Regions from separate parts of the Mus musculus genome. Here region 1 is linked to region 2. A link is a contact called in public promoter capture Hi-C data. All regions are on one chromosome and are shown on one strand. The core of a region is the stretch at or near the end of the contact, and the rest is flanking DNA. Distances in the headings are between cores, read along the strand shown. Region 1 holds the start of Six6 (sine oculis-related homeobox 6). Region 2 has its middle 10 kb from the start of Gm40441.

Region 1 (2,700 bases), core at 125-2,624, 85 kb before region 2:
CTAATACTACATCTCCCTATGGGTCATGCCTGAGGCTAGAGGATGCTTGAAGAGTTTGGGCCTGAGTTGCAAGCTCCAAAAGCTGGCGAATGAAAAGCATAGGCCGACTAGCTTGCTGGGTGGAGACAGGATAGTTGTCATGAGGAAACACGTCTTTCTGCCTCTTAGAATCTGAGACTCTCTGAAAACTGAAACCTTTTTCAGAGCATCAGGGAAGGATGCAGCCGGGATTTAAAAATAGAGCTAACTAAATAGGCTTCACTTGATGAGAGCCTGGGTCCATGCTAGTAAAAATTAGCTTTGGGCCTCTGGATTTCTGATTGATCCTGGGCTTTTAATCTTTCTCCCTCCCTCCGCCCCCGTTTCCCTAACTACAGCGACATTTTAGTTTGGTGACCCACATCAGCTGCTGCAGTGACCCCCAAAACCCCAAGAACCAGGGGGGGGGGACGGTGGGGAACCAGGAGCCTGCATAGGAATCTAGAACACAGTGGGCTCATAAACCCAAGACAGACTGCATTCCCAGCTCCCTTTGAATTTGGGTCCCTGGACACCAGGTAAGGGCCAAGAATGCCTCCTCCCGCCCCATCCCGGTGTGCACCAAGCCTAGAGGCCTGCTGGTACTGACCTGTTTTTGGCTGCAGCTGCCCGGTCTCTTTGTCTGCGGTTTTTGAACCAGTTGCCCACCTGTGTGGGGGTCAGTCCGGTTGCCTGGGCGAGCTCTCGCTTTTTGCTGGGGTTGGGATATGGGTCCTGAAGGTACCACTCTCGAAGCAGGTGCCGCGTGCGCTCCTTGAAGCAGTGAGTCTTCTGTTCGCCATCCCAAATGGTCCGCGGCAGCGGGAACTTCTTCCTTACTCGGTACTTGTCTACTGGCCCTAGGGGCCGTCCACGCAGCTTCTCTGCCTCCTGGTAATGCGCTTCGAGCCACAGCGCCTGCAGCTTGGCGTGCGATTCCTTAGTAAACTTATGATTTTCCAGGATATGATAAAGCTCGCGGTAGTTGCCACCGTGGAAAGCCACGATGGCTCTCGCTCGCAGCACCGACTCATTCTTGTTAAGGGCTTCACAAGCTGCTGGGGCCACGGGCAGCGACCATAGGAAGCGACCTAGGCGCTCCACGTCGCCGCTTTCCTCCAGGGTCTCACATACCCCGGCTACTTGCTGGGGGCTGAAATTCAAAATGGGCAGCTGGAACATCGAGGCTGCGCGGGCGCCCCGGGTGGGACACGCAGCAGATGCCCGCGGGCCGAGCGGGGTGCGGCTGGGGGTTACAGAGTCGGGGGGAGCCTTCCCGCCTGGAAGAGCTGTGGGTTGGGTTCGGCTGCGCTTGCTCAGCTAGGAAAAGCCAGCCAGCTAGACCGTGCCGCTACTGGGGTGGGCGGATTGGAGACGCGGGCGCCATGGAGACCCCCTGTCAGTCACTAGGCTGCTCTGCCAATCAAGGCTGCGACTAGAGCGCCCCGGTCGTTTCAGCACCTCCCCAGAATCGACAGCGCCCACGGTTTGCCGGGGAGACTGCTGAACCTGAAGAATGAAAAAAGAGGTAGGAGTGGCTGGAACGCACACGAAATCCGCAGCGTCTCACCCTCCGGGCTCCCCCTGTCCAGCCCCTCCCTCTTGTTTTCCCACCAGAGAGGTAGGATGCTGCAGGAATTCACTTTGGGAGCGATGCTATGCCGGGGTCGAAAGGACTCCAGAGGACAAAAGAGGACTGGGAGAAACAAACCCTTTGAGAAAGTTTAAACATAGGGAAGCGACAACCCCCCACCCCCGGGAAGAGCATGCACCAAAGGGACAGGGAGGGGAAGTGGATCCTCTCATTTTTTTTTTCCCCAGGCACCCATTCCTGCCTGTCTGCCGCTTACCATTTCCAGCTGCATAGGAAGCAAGCCGGGAACAGAAGGAACAGAACCACAGATCTGTAGTAGAGGTCAGTTTGGACTCTAACTTTGCTCCCTTCAAAGGTCCCTGGAACTGTTTTATATGGCGGCAAGGACACACAGACACACACAGACACACACAGACACACACACACACACACACACCATTTGACAACTAGGTGCTAATCACGGAGTCTAACTCCAAGAAATGCAAGCTGTAGGGGCTTCTGACTAAATAAAGTTATCCTTCATAGACCCCCTCTCTCCAGTTCAGTGGACTTGAACAAATGGGCAGCAGCCACATCTAGAGTGAGAAGCCATTCTTAGGTCAAGACAGCAACTTAAAAGCCTACTTCAAAGATCCTTTAAAAACAGATTTGATTCTCTCATGGCAGGCTGATTTTGCCTCTGTCTAGAACTTACAACTCCTGGGGCGGACATAGAAACCGTGTGGTTTTTTTTTTTTTTTTTTTTTTTTTTTTTTTTTTTTTTTTTTTTTTTTTAGATCAGAAGTGCCAGCAAGATAAAGTGCAGGCTGCATCCCACAATGCCGTGCAGTTAAGGTGGCAAGGTAGATTGGTCAGAGCCACGGGTCACTGACCCCTCCTGCAGAGAGCATGGGCCTTTTTTGGCACTCTGCCTTCTGGCCAATAGATTGAATTGGCAACATTTATTGATTCCCAATTGACATCCACATCATACCGCTTTCTGGGGCTTCCGTCGAGGAAACCACGATCTCATGTAGCCATGGACGGGGCTTATTAGTTGGTAGAAAGGAAACACTGGGTATAGGTGCCCCCCCCCGCCCCCCCCCCAA
Region 2 (2,700 bases), core at 54-2,553:
AGGGGGAAAGTGTCCTTACCCTGTCTTTGGCAAAGTTACCAGATAGAATCTGCAAAACTAAAGTCCCTACAAGAGGCTACATATTTACAAACCCCTGAGGGCACACAGGTTGGCTTTAGCTCGCAGCAGTGATGACTTCATTGTGCTGTCAATAGAACAACTGATAAAGACTAATTGTAACTGCTCTGCATATGTTAGGTCATTTAATCTTACATGAGGCACAAAAACCACAACAAGACAGATACCATTATCTCTGTTTTAATGATGAAGAGACCAAAGGGAGATTAAATTACCTCGGGTCAAGCAATCCATAAGTGGTATGGGTGAGATTTGAATGCATCCAATGTGAGTTTGCCTCCAGATGACGTCTTTTAATCACATAATTGACTGTATAGATATAGAACGGTTAATAAGGTTCTTAAATTATGCCTTAGCACACACAATGTCCAGGAAGGTCAGATAGCCAGGTATGGAGCCATTTAGTCAGGAGTAGTGTCAGAAGTGAGCCCAGACCCGAAGCCACTTTAGCTCTCCCTCTGAAAGAGTATTCGCTAAGACCGAGCTGCCCTGGATGCGACTTGAATCGGTTTTTTTTGCATGCTCTCTACTCATCTGCATCCAAGTTCAGCTAAAGACGATCACAGAGGATATGCCTCGCACAGATATTGTAAGGGATGCATTTGTTTTAGGCTGAACAATTATATGAGCCTCTAAGGAGGGGGGGGAGCATTTTTTTAATGTTGATATATGCCACTAAGAGGAATTTAAAGTCACCAAGAACACTTCAATTACTTCAGCACTTGCAAACAGCAGAGTTAATGAAAAGCAAGCGTATTTTCTCAGGATCTGGTTTTTTGTTGTTGTTGTTGTTCAGATTAGCAAAAGAACCCCTGAAACCCTCACAGGAAGTGAGGCAATAGCGACTGGGCCGACTTCATCTCCCTGTTGCACCGCAGAATGTTGCGCCTCGTGTGACCCTAATGGAGGGAAAATAGTTTTGTTATTTGAGCGTAAAGACTAAATAATGATAAATCGGTTGCCTGAAGTGCAGAAACAAATGGGTGTGTGGCATTAACAGAGTTAATTGTAGATGCAGATTAAAAGGCAAGATTAAGTAGTGGAAGAAAAGCAGAGTCACCTTCGGCCCAGACCCGCCAAGCAGAGGCGGTCAGTCACCTAGCAACAAGTTTCCTTTCCCCGCTGCGCTCTTTAATTCGGCAAATCTGCTCAGGGTGGCGGGCTGTTCTCCTGACAAAACGCATTATGTAGGAGACGGAGGGATACAAAACTCCAGTGAACACCGCACTCTGCTCGCTATTGACCACTGATCCTTTCTCTCAATCCACAAAAGAGGCTCACATAATGCCCTGAAAGGAGAAGAGTCTCCACAGAGAAAACATTTGCTTGTAATTGAGATTGACTACATAATGAAAATGATGTTCTTTTTTAAAATTCTGCTTGTTGAGGCCACACTTTTTGTCTCCGAGCACTCAAAACATATCCCTGCTGGGAAAAGGGGCAAACATTGTAAAAACTCAAAACTGTGATTTTTTCCCTCCCCCCTTTGCATTGAAAACGCCCATTCTGTAACAAAATGGCCAGGTCTCTCTCCTTAGAACTTAAACAAGTGCTAAGAAGGTAAACAGGAAAACTTCTATTCAGCGGTGCTGTCGAGTTTGCTGGCTTTGCATGCTCATTGATTTGCACAACAACTGGACGGAACTGGATGGGAAATTGGATTTCTTGATTGTGTCCTCTGTGGGGAGACTGTACATTGCTGGACAAAACTCAGCCGGCATTTAAAACGCGTGGCTTTTAAACACCCGTTAAAATTTTCACCTGGCTGAGAAGAAGCAAGAACCACGAGAAAGTAAAAATAGTCTCTGTCTGGAAGCCGCGAAGCTAACGGGTGATTTCCCATCAAAAGGATGGGGTTGGGCGGGCTCTTTGTGAGGCTGGCACAGAAGAACAGCAGCCTGGTTGTAGCCATACCAATAGACCTATCAATTCTGAAATAACGTGGAAATTATGCTTAATTGGGAGACAGTCATATTTCCTATTTCAAGGATTTTTTTCGGGCAAAGCGACTTTCATAAACAAGTGAGCACTCTGAGGGCACCTGCATTCAACACTCCTCTGCTGCCAGTCTCCATTCTAGAGGCCAAGGATGCAAGCATGGAACATAGATGGTCCTTCAAAGACAAACAGGAGTGGAGTGTTTGTATAGAAACTGCTGTGGGGACTGGGAGAACAGCCACCCAGAGCATCGGTTCTCAACCTTCTTCATGCTGAGACCCTTTAATACCATTTCTCAAGTTATAGTGACCTCCAGCCTTAACATTATTTTCATTGCTGTTTCATAACTGAAATGTTGCCACTGTTATGAATCATAATGTAAATAAATATATGATATGCAGGGTATCTGGGGGTCACAATCCACTTGTTGAGAACTGCTGGCCTAGCGTCACGTGCAGTCTGATGGGAGAAGTGTTTGCTCCATATTTCTGCAAAAAGGAAGACAATAAGCCAGCCAGCCCCTTACCTAAAGAAAATGTGGTTAGTGACTGTCTCGGAGAGAGGGAAACCCTTAGCTGAGAGAACGCCACAGCATTCTTAAAAGAGAAAGCCATAGTGCTTCAAGTGGCAGACAGCGGCCTCAGACTGTGTGAGTTGGAGTCTGGAGAAGTATTTAAGCCTTAA

Evidence for each region. Promoter capture Hi-C pulls out the DNA fragments that hold promoters and counts their contacts.
Region 1: a contact with region 2 is called in a promoter capture Hi-C map of second pharyngeal arch cranial neural crest, with 4 times the contacts expected there. The contact joins the promoter of Six6 here to the enhancer-like site in region 2. A contact is called at or near these places in 15 of 39 promoter capture datasets (the 3T3-L1 cell line, the C10 cell line, cranial neural crest and 8 more), 14 of 484 Hi-C or Micro-C datasets (the P5424 cell line, colorectal tumor organoids, cortical neurons and 6 more), 18 of 115 datasets of contacts at active chromatin or transcription factors (DN3 thymocytes, bone marrow-derived macrophages, craniofacial prominence and 9 more) and 2 of 9 other capture datasets (adipose tissue and macrophages).

The regions. Positions count from the first base shown.
Region 1 is chr12:72,938,556-72,941,255 of GRCm38.p6, reverse strand. Six6 (sine oculis-related homeobox 6) reads right to left here and starts at 1,374. Exons shown (of 2, transcript NM_011384.5): 1 at 629-1,374. The coding sequence starts at 1,200.
Region 2 is chr12:72,853,119-72,855,818 of GRCm38.p6, reverse strand. No RefSeq gene overlaps it. Among named protein-coding and RNA genes, the nearest start is that of Gm40441, 10 kb to the right of the region's middle. Within about 2 kb of position 1,303, at least 18 of the 459 cell types and tissues checked have an H3K27ac peak or open chromatin away from gene starts, as enhancers often do. A contact at or near this core is called in craniofacial prominence, embryonic stem cells and second pharyngeal arch cranial neural crest, where this site is marked.